Linked DNA regions of Mus musculus: regions 1 and 3 are each linked to region 2. Evidence: chromatin contacts called from public Hi-C and HiChIP or PLAC-seq data. All regions are on one chromosome and are shown on one strand. Each heading gives the region's core, a stretch centred on a gene start, on an enhancer-like site or on the middle of the called end of the contact. The rest is flanking DNA. Distances are from core to core; before and after follow the strand shown. Region 1 overlaps Col8a1 (collagen, type VIII, alpha 1). Region 2 has its middle 2.9 kb from the start of Gm41463. Region 3 overlaps Col8a1 (collagen, type VIII, alpha 1).

Region 1 (4,101 bases), core at 1,216-3,715, 480 kb after region 2:
AGAGGCAGGAGGATTTCTGAGTTCGAGGCCAGCCTGGCAGAAAAAAAAAATATATGTAAATTTATTATCTGGTAAATTTTATCCTGTTCACCATAACCTCAAAAGTAGAATTAGAAAAAAAAATCTAACTGAAAATCCTCAAGGAAAAATTGTAGTAGCAAAATATAACCCCAAACACTAACAGCTAGCTAGATAGTAAATCTGTCATTTACTATATGGAATGGGCTCAATTCCTACCCTAAAAGTTAAACTAAGATTATCTCATTTAAACTTCACAGGGAGTTTAAAATTAGCAACAAAAGAAAAAGAAAACAAAGCTTTTAATTACTGTTGCTTCTTACTTCCATGCTACCTGAAATCATGATGCAACCAACCAAGACAGGATTAGAGTATCTGGAATTCGTTCAGTAATACTGATGTCAGCTCCGTGTTTAGGCCAGGGACTGTTCTAAACACTGTGAGAACATTGTGCAGAAAGATTTTCCCCAAAGAGTGCACCAGTTCCTTGTTTTGTGAATGGTGTACACTTAAAAACAAGAGTTAGAAAAGGAAGAGTCGGCCGGGTGTGGTGGCGCACTCCTTTAATCCCAGCACTGGGGAGGCAGAGGCAGGCGGATTTCTGAGTTTGAGGCCAGCCTGGTCTACAGAGTGAGTTCCAGGACAGCCAAGGCTACACAGAGAAACCCTGTCTCGAAAAACCGAAAAAAAAAAAGAAAAGGAAGAGTCATATTCTAAATATCTTCTTTATGGGTTGATAGAAATCTTTACAGTTCTGTTTCAGAGAGCTGTAGTTTTGTGCATGAAGGAAGAACAAAAAAAGAAAGAAAGAAAGAGAGAGAGGGAGGGAGGGAGGGAGGGAGGGAGGGAGGGAGGGAGAGAGAGAGAGAGAGAGAGAGAGAGAGAGAGAGAGAGAGAGAGAGAGAGAAAGAAAGAAAGAAAGAAAGAAAGAAAGAAAGAAAGGAAAAAAGAAACCATATTTAGAGTAAACTGTTTGGTTTCCTAATTGGGGGCAGGAGGGGGGGAAGAGGAAGGAATAGATATTTTCTAGATCAAATGAACCAAGGAATAACGTGCAAAAAAAATACATATTTTAGATTTTCAAATAGAATGTGTTACAGGTTGTCACATTCTTAATGCTTACCCAGAATAAAATAAAACAAACAAAAACTGTTAACAACAGCCAGCTCAGCTCTGTCTGGGTGAGAGAATTCAAATACTTCTACATCTTAATTTAAATTTTGATGCAAAATTTTTCAAACTGACCATCTGCCTGTGTGTGTGTGCGTGTGTGTGTGTGTGTGTGTGTGAGAGAGAGAGAGAGAGAGAGAGAGAGAGAGAGAGAGAGGGAGAGAGAGAGAGAGGGAGAGAGGGAGAGAGATTGAAATTTATTGTAAATGATTCCAAAATTGATGCAAACTAGAAAGACAACTGTTCCCAGTACGGGAAGTGGATATTAAATGTGATTTTGTTTTCAATCACAGATGTGCCAGTAATAATAATAATGCTTTGTAGATTCATCTTTCCTGATCATATTTCCTTTCTGGTTGAGAACAAAGCACCCTGCAGATTATTCAAGCACCATAGACAAAGAAGATACAGTGTTTGGGTTTTCTAGATTCTCTTGAGGTAGCAGGGCACTTTGAGACACAATCACACGTTTAAAGATCAAAGTTGTAGGGTGTGCATGAAGCAGAAATGGCCTTGGTCATTCTCAGAAAGCACACACAGCCCTGTGTGAGCTGTAACTCTTCTGCCATCAAACAAGTGGGCCATGAACCACTTCTAATGCAGTCTGTTCAGAATTTGTCCTTGTGTTAGCCAGGAAGATATGTGAAAGGTCATGTAGAAGTAAATCATGAAAACTCTGGTCTGCCAAACCTAAAAGGCGAAACACAGGACTGTTAGAAGAGTCCTACATGAACTCATAGAGACCTAGCCAGTCTGATAAATCCTTTTATTGATGTAACACTAAAATTTTGCTGCCATGAAAATTCAGAAATGAGTCATCTGTTTCATTTACGTGTTATCTCACAAATACACCGATCCTCAGAGCTGAAGGGGTCTTCTTCTAAATTATTCTACCCAGTACAAATATTCTACAGATCAAAACCTACATTATAGAAAAGTGATCCCCCCCCCCAGGGAAAAAGTTAAATAGCTTTAAAAAAAATCTAACTAATCCTTGCCCATCTGCACCTCTTGGGAAGGGTCATCCATGCGCAGAACTTTGAGTCCTGCCAGAATTTTCATTACAATTTGAATTTCCAGCTTAGGAGTTGGCACTTCTGTCCAGTGAAGATAAGATGCAAATGTTGACTGTGAAAAATCACATTCACAGTGAGTGCTTATAAAATAGAAACAAAAGTGTAATAAGCCAATGATTCCAGACCAGCTACTCACTCATGACTCCACTTCCTCTGCTTAGTGACTCAGAGAATTGCAATGCCCTCTCTCTGCCACTTGCCCCTCACAATTTGTCTATTATCATGAGAACCTGGCCACTTCCAACATTCCAAATGAATGAAGAATAACCGGACACTCAGTCTTTGGGTTGGGAAAAAAAAAAGAAAGAAAAACAAAAACCTTCTAATTTTATGCTTTATGAAAAAATATGCTTGATTACCTAATGGTCACCCCGGAAAACAAGTATAGGAGTAATATTTTACAAACTGAGAAGGTTGTACTTAGTTCCTTAGGAATATATACGTGTGTGTGTGTGTGTGTGTGTGTGTGTGTATGCATGTGTGTGTGTGCGTGTGCATGCATGTGTGTGTGTGCACGTATATATACTACAAATATACGTGTATGTATGTATGTATGTATGTGTGTATGTAAATATACATATATATCTAATGCAATAGCAATGATTTTTTTAAAGGACAATGAATTTCAAAGAGAGCAATGAGTCTTTGGAGGGAGGAAAGGGAAGGAGGAAATGTAATTATAATCTTAAATGGGGGAGACAATGGTAATCTTCTGAGTGTCTAAGAGCCTTGCTCCAAGGAGGAACACCATTCCAACTTTCTCCGATCTCACATTCATACTAAGACCGAGACTCATCGCCAGGTTCCAGTGTTAATGCTACCTTGCCTAGGGTTGTTACTTACTGGTTGAATGGCCTAAGGAAAGGTGTTTTACAGAGATGCCAATAATTAATTTTACTTTAATTTAATTGAATGTACTATAGAAACATTGTTGATTGGTGTCTAGTATCTAATAAAAGTAACAGATAGTAATTATAAACAGCCACTGAGCTGAGTGACAAGGATCTATACTTGCTTGGAGAGATCTAATTTGCATAAGATAAAATCGGGTCTAAAGCATGTATTTTACTTTAATAAAAATCAAAATTAGGGGGGAAGATTATATATATTAAGAATATATTCATCTTTCTCTACAAATTTATACTGACTTCACATTACAGAGAATGGAGAAGTAAATATTAAATCTCCTTTCTAAGTGTACTAATATCTCTCTAAGAAATGGAAACAGATACAGTGACTTTCAAGGAAAATATTACAATGAGTGCATGTACATTATAATCAGTAATACAAGGCTGAGAGTCGATGTGCGAGAAGGTGTTCAAGGTTTAAGTCAATTGATAATAATTATAAAATGCTCAGTACTGTGTTAACACAGCTAACATTCAGTGAGTGTCAGTTACGCTTAATAGACATGATACTGCTGTCAATAACATATTGACTACATCTCTGCCTTTGCGCAGAATCCCTAGGGGCATTCATCTGTTTTCCAAAGCTCTGTAATTTTTTGCACATGTATATTGTTTTATTTGATTCCCCTTCACTCCACCACATATATAAATCTTCACTTCAGGGAATGATTTATAGCATTCCATAGAAATGTGTATTGAGCTAAACTCATTTAGAACTAAATACACGTGTGACTTATTTTTCAGTTAGGACACAGTGTGTAATTGATAGCCTCAGTCTGGAGGAGGAAGGTAGTAAAGTGTATTGTTAGAAAAGCTGGAATATTCAACTTAGCATCGGGTCTGACCCTCCTACATCTAACTCTGGGGGTTACCATCATTTTCAGCCCATCTTCTTACATTTCCAGTGAGTCATTTAACTTGGCAACAAA
Region 2 (3,972 bases), core at 180-2,679:
TCCACTACAGTAATGGGTGTTCTTATGACATTTTTCTAATACCTTTTTTGTTTTATCCTTCTTTGCCCAATCCTTTTCCTCATTGCTTTGCTACTCCCCCCGACCCCGCCCAGCCAGCCCCTGTCTTTATAGCCTTCTGTCCTCAGTATTCTCTTCCCACGTTCATGTCATATGCATTCTAGGATCATCACAACATTCATTCTTCAGACGTCATTTCACTCTACCACGGTCCCCTTCCTAGTTTCATGACCTATTTCCATGTTCTTTCTCACTTGATTGCATGTACATAAAAATCCAAGGATAAGATCTGCATGTGAGAGGGAACATGTGGTGTTTGTCTTACTGAGCCGGAGTTACCTCACTTAATATAATATTTTCCAGTTCCATTAATTTTCCTGAAGATTTCTTAATGCCATGAAAAAAAAAGCACATGATGTTTTAAATGGAGCATTCACTTCAGTTCTGTGTCAAGTCAGATTGTCTTTGTCATTTTTGTTAGAAGAGATGGGACAGAATAGAATTTGTGGGTTTTTTTTAACACTTATTTTATAAAGCTATTTACTCAATCCGTTCCCTGAATCTTAGAAAAAGCCACTTAATATATTTATATTTTGTTGTGTGTAATTCAGAATTTTACAAAACTGGATTATATTCCAATGTTCAAAGATAAGTGGTCATAAGAAAATGTAGTATAAATATCAATAATGATATTTTATCCATAGTATATTATATACAGAGAACTATTTTGATGGGCTGGATGATTTAAAGGCAAATCTAACCTACAGCACTGGCAAGCCCTCTCTGTCAGGGTAAGCTTTCCATTGTGATAGTAAAATTTTTCACAGATGCAAAATATCTAAAAACGACTTGAAGATAGGGTAAATAAAAAACCACCAAGGGAAGTAAAATTTCCCTTAAAGGTGACCCTCATTTCTCAAGGTTCTGTAAGGACAGAACTGTGAGAAGAATCCCTGAGACTTAGCATTAGACATTGCCCCAGTGGCATCCTAATGAACTCCACAAATATGGAAGAGATTCATCTTTTGCAGAAAGGAAATTAATTTTGTATTTATTGCTCATGTGGTATTATTCCAAGCAAAATTATGCCCCTACTAATATGGTTTAAGCCAAATATTCTGTGCATCCCCAAATTTGGAAGCAGCTGTTGACCAATCATTAAATCAAGTCCCTCTGATTATTTAAAGAGTGCACAATATGACTTTTGGGTCTTCGTTTCTTAAGTTGTGTAGTTCCCCCCTCCCAGCTTGCCTTTGCTTTCAGTTCTTTAATCATCTTCTGGATCATCTCTAAAGTGTTCCAGTCTTTCATGAGTAAGTCTACTTGAAAAAGCCCTCCAGCTGCTAAGAAACACATCAGGCTCTGTGTTTATGTGTCATAGTTTTTTCAGGGTCATGATATATATTTCTTTGTAGCTTCTAGGCAGCAGGACAAAGCAAGGATGATGCTATCACAGGAGTATTTGTGCTTTATTCTTACTTTTAAATGTTTGTGTGATAGCGTGGTTTACCAGTGAGTCAGATTCCTTAGCTAAGAGTAAAAACTAGACACAGGGATGGGAGCTTCATTCCATTCAAGTCTAGAGATTCTGCACTGCCAGGTTTCACTCAGCTTTAACAATCTTAACTGCTAGATAGCATTTGTCTGACCACTTCCAAAAATATATCTGTTTTTTTTCTCTGAGATTTCTTATCTTGAATATAATGTAGGCTTCTTATTTGTTAGCCTAATTAGATATAATATACATCTATTGAGAGCTTACAAACACAAGAAAGTGTAAATGAAGGAAATCTGAATGCTACTAGAGGTTGGAATCTAGCAGGAGAGGTAAATGTGAGTGAAAATGATTCTAATGCACATTGGTAATAAATTATTGCAGATAAAAGTTAAGGGGATCTTACAGGAAATGAGCAAAATGGAGGAAATATCTTTAACTATTAAGACAGAAGATATTCCCTCTTTGCATAAGCAACAGACTGGCCTAAATTCTGAAAAGGGACAATAAACTAAAACTTAATATTCAGTTTATTTGACACAGAATTTCAATATAGTGAAAAAATCTGTGAAATCAGGAAATATATGTATAACATGTATCATATATATATATATGTATATGTATATATATAATCTCTATGTGTTATATATCGATAGATAGATAGATAGATAGATAGATAGATAGCCAGCCAAACAGACAGACAGACAGATAGAAATAGAGATATTACATATGTAGTAGTTAGTGACTGGAAATGTGGCTAGTAAATTTATACATTTTATAGATCCTGGGAAATCTCTGTCATTTTTAGAGTGAGAATGTGATGAACAGGGTTGAATTTTAATAAGATTGATATGATATTCATGAATAAAATTTACTCATATAAAATTGTTTGGAAAACAAATAATTTAGGAATAATTTAACAAAAGTTTAAGAAACGAGGAAGGACAGACTGTTTTAGAAGAAATTATACAATTTCGTTGGTGTGGAGGGTAGCATTCAGGGACAACTCCAAAGCTGAGTGTAGGTTGCAAACAGATACACACTTAAAGAAACAGAAGACCAAGGGGCAAGAGGCTCCTTTGGATCATATGAGTCAAAGCCAGATTTTACATAGATGGTGAGTCAGAATCATAAAGGACTCTGTAAATATTTTTCTAAACTTTGACAACTCTGAGAAAGATAAAGCTAGGTCATTAACTTGAGACATGGAGTGTGAAAATGATTTTGAACTATGGTAGATTTTGTTTGTGGGAAACACAATGTCCACAGAGTACAAGGGGACAACCACACAATACAGAGGACAACCAAGGACTTCAAAATAGCTGTCCCAGCCACATTAAAGACTTTCAGGAAAAGAGACAAAAAGAAGTGAACAACAGAAAATATCAACCAAGACATGAAACTAACTAATCACCAACTCACATTAGAATTGAAAATTTTAAGAAAGGATATATTACTTATAAGGATATTAATACTTGGCATTACATAAAGATGGTCAATAACATAAAAGACTCTGCAAACTTGAGGATGGATTAACAGAGATTATCAAAAATGATTCACCCCAGATAAAGAGAGAAAGTATTGGTAAACACTGAAGAGAAAGGTGTACAGTAACACTGAAGGAGGAAAAACCACTTAAAGCTTAGGATGGATTCAAAGCTTTCAAGTCCGAGAAGCGCAGCAAATCTCAAGAAAGAAAGATGCCAAACAAGTGTATTGGATGGAGTAGAATTACATAGAATAAAACAATTATTAGTTATTGATTGGTTGATTTATTTAGTGATTTACTGAAAGCACTGCCCTTCCACCCAAAGACGACTTCACTCACTACCCGGAACAGAATGCCCTGGAGGAATCACTGAAACAGTAGGTCATTGCTGTAATAACCTGCTGACTGCCATGTAGACATCTGTAACATCTTGCTTGCTCCACCATCTGCCTTGTGGTTTTAGACTATAAAATGAGAACACAGCCTGGACCTGACACTGGAGACTTTCAGAAGCTGTCCTGGCTTCGTTCCTTTGGTGCCATTTCCTCTCCTCTAGTCTCATTGGTATCAGAGTGCCCATCCCATGGAGATTCCTGTAACAATGTTACAAGTAAGCGTGAAAACTAAAACTATAGAGATGTTCCTAAAAGTAATCAGAGAAAAAATTCCAATGATATGAGAGTAACCATGGTAACATCAATATTCTTTTCTCAAGAAAAACATTCTAACCCAGAGTTTAATGGACTGAGATATTTTTTCTAAATCAGGGACAAAGGGAAAAAAAAACATTTAGAATGTTTTAAATCAGCAATAAATATGTCCTTGAGAAATGAAGGTGAAATAAAGATATTTCAGGAAGTGTTGTCACAGCCTAGAACTGGTCACAGAGCTTTATTTAAGAGAGCTTTTCTTTTAGCATGCTTTTATTGTTTTAAAAAAAAAGCATACGATTGAAGCAAAATGAATAGCA
Region 3 (4,125 bases), core at 1,170-3,669, 500 kb after region 2:
CCTTCCAGGTTTTCTCAAATTAGAGATTTGAGAAATCAAAATAAGAGTTAAAGTGCTGTTCATAAATAAACTGTAAAACATCCAACCAATGGAATGTTATTCAGTGCCAAAACCGAACAAGCTATCAAGCCATAAAAGCACATGAATGGGGGCGCTTACATGAATGCATGCTTCTAAGTAATGAAACAGATATGAAAAGCCTCCTTACTATTAGCATCTGTAAATGCTTAAAGCATGAGTTAGTGATTACAGAGGCTGGTTAATTGGAGATGAATGGACAGGCAGGCAGAACATAAAGGATACTGAAGTTGTTAAAACTATGCTATGCCATGCTAGAATGGCAAATGTGTGTCCTTATCCCTTGTACAAACTGAAGAATATACAATACCCAGGGAGGCTCCAATTGTGATACTGGACTTTGGGTGATGTGCCTGTGGAGGTTCATCATGTCTAACAAATGTTCCACTCTGGTACAGGATGCTGATGATGCAGAGCCTGTGCAGGCTTAGAGAGAGGGAGGATATGCAGGAACTCTGCTCTTTCCCTTGAGTTTTGCTGTGAACTTTAAAATTACCTAAGTCTATTTTTAAAGGTTAAGGGCTGGAGAGATGGCTCAGTGGTTAAGTGCACTAACTGCTCTTCCAGAGGTCCTGAGTTCAATTCTTACCATCCACATGGTAGCTCACAGCCATTTGTAATAAGATCTGCTGCCCTCTTCTCTTGTGTCTGAAGACAGCTACAACATACTCACACAAAAAGAATAAGTAGATAAATTTTTAAAAAGTTAAATAATACAAACAATAATAAAAATAAAACTGAATTGTATATAAAAAGATATGCAGGTGGCCCCTTCCTGTCCCTGATGATGTCATATAGGTACCCCAACTCTACAGTGGGTGTTGAGCTAAGACTTCTTTAGCTCATTATGAATGGACTAAGTAAGCAACCATGGGAAGCACTGGTTATATTTCAAGTATCAGACACAAAATAAAGTTAAGTTCTATCATAATTTCTACACACATATATCCTTATTTTGAGAATTTTTTTAAAGATCCTGGAGAGATGGCTCAGCCATTAAGAACCCTAGCCGTGTTTCCTGAGACACAGATATTTAAAAGTAAATACTTGTCCACAGAAATGGTGTAGTAAGGAAAACTCTTTGAAATTTTTTTTCCACATAGTATATACTTCACCTGCTCAATCCAAAAGAGCCTTTAGCACGTGCTAAAAATATCCACATCTGTACTCAATCAGAACTCAAAGATGGGCAGCAATTTACCTTGTTTGTCTCTGTAATCAAATGTCTGCATTGATAACTATCGGTAGGGGGAGAGAGAAATGATAGGTTTGAAGATAAGATGGTGACTAGATGGTGCATACTTTTTAAATTTTTTAAGTAGAAAATTACACCACGGGTTACTGTATTAATCTCTTCTGTGGGGGAACAGAATCTACATAAATATAGAAAGGAATTTATTAAAATGGCTAACAGGCTGTAGTCCAGTTAGTCCAACAATGGCTGTCTACCAAAAGAAGGTCCAAAACTGCAGTAGTTGCAGTTCACAAGGCTGGATGTCTCGTCTGGTCTTCAGTATGCTCTGGTATCCTGAAGACATTGGCTGCAATGCCAGTAAAGGAATGGACTTGCCAGCAAGAGAGAGAGAGAGAGAGAGAGAGAGAGAGAGAGAGAGAGAGAGAGAGAGAGCAGGCAAAGAGAGCAAGCTCCCTTCTTCCATGTCTTTTATATAGATTGCCACCAGAAGGAATGGCCCAGATTAAAGGTGAATCTTTTCACCTGAAAAGATCAGAACTAATAGTGGGTCTTCCCACTTCAAATAATTTCATTGAGGAAAAAAAAATCCTTTACCAGTATACCCAGCCACTTGGGTTTTAGTTAATTCCAGGTGAAGTCAAATTGACATCTGAGAATAGCTATTACAGTTATGAACCATTTGACACTTCAGAAGTTAGAATAAGTAATAGTAAAATTTATTATGATATTTTAAGATTGCTTTAATATCATCGTATGCCAGATAATATGTAAGTGTAGTAACTCCCCAATTTTTTAACAGTTCTCATGAATAACTTACTGTTCCTTGTACTCCTGTGTAAGGCCATACACTCAGGTTATTCAGTTGCTACTTGTGTTTGCTATGCAGCAGTGTCCTTTATTTACATTCCTTGCAAGTCTCGTCGGACAGATCTTGAAATAAGTTTGTTTTCTATGGATACACTTCAAGGACCAGAAGGTAGAAGAAGCCCAATCACATGCTGGGAGGTGGAGGGGAGCCAACATGAGATTGTAAAAATGCTGGCACTTACTATCTTAGTGAGTCAGCCAGACCAATACACAGGACCAGGAGTTCAATGTTCCCCCACCCCCACCCCTGTTACTAACTCATAGAAGCAGAACTGACCAAGGGGAGGAGTCTGAGTGGCCAGGGCCTCAGCCAAGCAGCCCTGCACTTTGAGTCATTCCAGGACAGGGATCTCACTCTCTGCTCATTGTTAGGTCTCCAGCACCTGCTTGGCATTTGCTGGATATTGAACTGTATTAAAGGAATGGATCAATTGATTAATTACCAGATGAACACATCTCTCTTCTCCTTTGTAGAGAAAGAACTCCAATCTCTTTAGATAGAATGCTGGACAGTATCTGAAGGTTGTTATGCAGACAAAGGCGAAGGGCCAAGCTGTGTTTATTAGGAGAAATTTATATAGGGAGAAACAGTAGTGAATGTGTGCATCTCCTGGCTATCCTTGGCACATTCCAGACTAGGAATATGCACAATGATCCAGCAGGCTTGTGAGTCTGACTCCAGGAGAGGGTGCTTGCCTCTTGGGCTGTGAGATCTTTAAACTGATGATCAGAGAAGCCTTAGCTCTCCCCCCACTGCCCCCCCCCATGTGATCAGAGACTAAGATAAAAATAGCATAGAAGAACCTTGGTTTGGGCCTTCTACTGGCCATTTGTCACATGTAGCTTGGCTGGGGGCTGGGGTGGGGGCGAGTCAGCTTCTTTCCTGCCTAGAATACAGTGTCTATGCTTTGAAACTCTAGCCATGTGCTATGACAAGGGTGTCAGTCATTTACTCTATACATTCACACATGTCTGGGAAGCAGCAGCCCCTGCCATGGGTGGCTGGGAAAGAAGGCTGAGTTCCAAGCCTTGCCAACAGCCAAAACTTCTCATCTGAAGCAAACTTAGGGGACAGTCAGTCTCCAAAGAGCTTTGCTGAAGGTTGACTCTACTTCTATAAAGGCAGACTACAGGAAATCCTTTTGAATATATTCATACTCACCTCTTAGTGGTGATGTAACAGCCACACGGCAATCACAGCATCTTGACCAGCATCCCCACGATCTGGTAGAGGGACTGTGTGGCAAGGCTCAACTTCATCCCTCCATCTGATGCTTCTAGTCTCCAAGGCACTTGTGACCTTGAACCTCCACATTACCCTTTACATAGTCCCAGTCAGGACAGCCCATCCAGATTTCTCAGTACTCCTACATTCCTCGTTTCTCATCTCAATCATAGGTCAGTCATAATTATCACAATTCTGAGGCTGCGATAGCTTTCCTAGGTTCTAGAAATTTAGTTGGAATCTTAAGCACTCTGTAGAGCTATGGAGAATTATTTTTGTCTTGAGGCAAAAATGACTGCTTTATGGGGCTACCTGAATCTTCCCACACTGGCATATCTCTTTGGTTACAAGAAGTCTGTCCTTGATCCAGAAAGGAGAGAAGATGGTTTGAGTCTTGTATCCCACCATGATAAAGCATTAGTCTTTATTCTGGCACAGGTTCAAAGTGATCTGATGAGATTATAAACACCGAGTGGGAACCAAATAGCTGGTAAAGGGTAAAGAAATCAGACAGGAAGACTGGGGATAAATGAGGAGGAAACTAGAGAGAAAAGGAACAGATGGGGCACTGGATTTTTTTTTCAAGCATGTTTGCCATTGTCTGGATATCCACTGAGGCAAAAGTGGTGTCCTGGTTGGTGTTGAGTCATTTCTAGTTCCTCTCACAGTTGTTGAATGGGACAAAAGGAAACTAGAATGGTGTGTAGTAATGCACTCATCTTTTTTTTTTTTCTTATAAAGACAACATTTAATTGGGGCT

Evidence for each region. A called contact is a pair of places that touch in the nucleus more often than the background predicts. HiChIP or PLAC-seq counts read pairs in DNA pulled down with a chosen protein or histone mark.
Region 1: a contact with region 2 is called in a Hi-C map of adipose-derived mesenchymal stem cells, with 1.7 times the contacts expected there. The contact joins two enhancer-like sites. A contact is called at or near these places in 2 of 15 datasets of contacts at CTCF or cohesin (pro-B cells and stem cell-derived epiblast-like cells), 16 of 484 Hi-C or Micro-C datasets (the C2C12 cell line, the G1E-ER4 cell line, the HPC-7 cell line and 12 more) and 1 of 115 datasets of contacts at active chromatin or transcription factors (embryonic fibroblasts).
Region 3: a contact with region 2 is called in an H3K27ac HiChIP or PLAC-seq map of a colorectal cancer cell line, with 6 times the contacts expected there. The contact joins two enhancer-like sites. A contact is called at or near these places in 6 of 484 Hi-C or Micro-C datasets (adipose-derived mesenchymal stem cells, muscle stem cells, trophoblast stem cells and 1 more) and 2 of 115 datasets of contacts at active chromatin or transcription factors (a colorectal cancer cell line and embryonic fibroblasts).

The regions. Positions count from the first base shown.
Region 1 is chr16:57,670,150-57,674,250 of GRCm38.p6, reverse strand. All of the region lies in intron 2 of Col8a1 (collagen, type VIII, alpha 1), which reads left to right. Among named protein-coding and RNA genes, the nearest start is that of Gm51269, 61 kb to the right of the region's middle. Within about 2 kb of position 2,465, at least 47 of the 459 cell types and tissues checked have an H3K27ac peak or open chromatin away from gene starts, as enhancers often do. A contact at or near this core is called in adipose-derived mesenchymal stem cells, where this site is marked.
Region 2 is chr16:58,149,623-58,153,594 of GRCm38.p6, reverse strand. No RefSeq gene overlaps it. Among named protein-coding and RNA genes, the nearest start is that of Gm41463, 2.9 kb to the right of the region's middle. Within about 2 kb of position 1,429, at least 3 of the 459 cell types and tissues checked have an H3K27ac peak or open chromatin away from gene starts, as enhancers often do. A contact at or near this core is called in adipose-derived mesenchymal stem cells and a colorectal cancer cell line, where this site is marked.
Region 3 is chr16:57,648,330-57,652,454 of GRCm38.p6, reverse strand. The region is part of intron 2 of Col8a1 (collagen, type VIII, alpha 1); the gene reads left to right. Among named protein-coding and RNA genes, the nearest start is that of Gm51269, 40 kb to the right of the region's middle. Within about 2 kb of position 2,419, at least 39 of the 459 cell types and tissues checked have an H3K27ac peak or open chromatin away from gene starts, as enhancers often do. A contact at or near this core is called in adipose-derived mesenchymal stem cells and a colorectal cancer cell line, where this site is marked.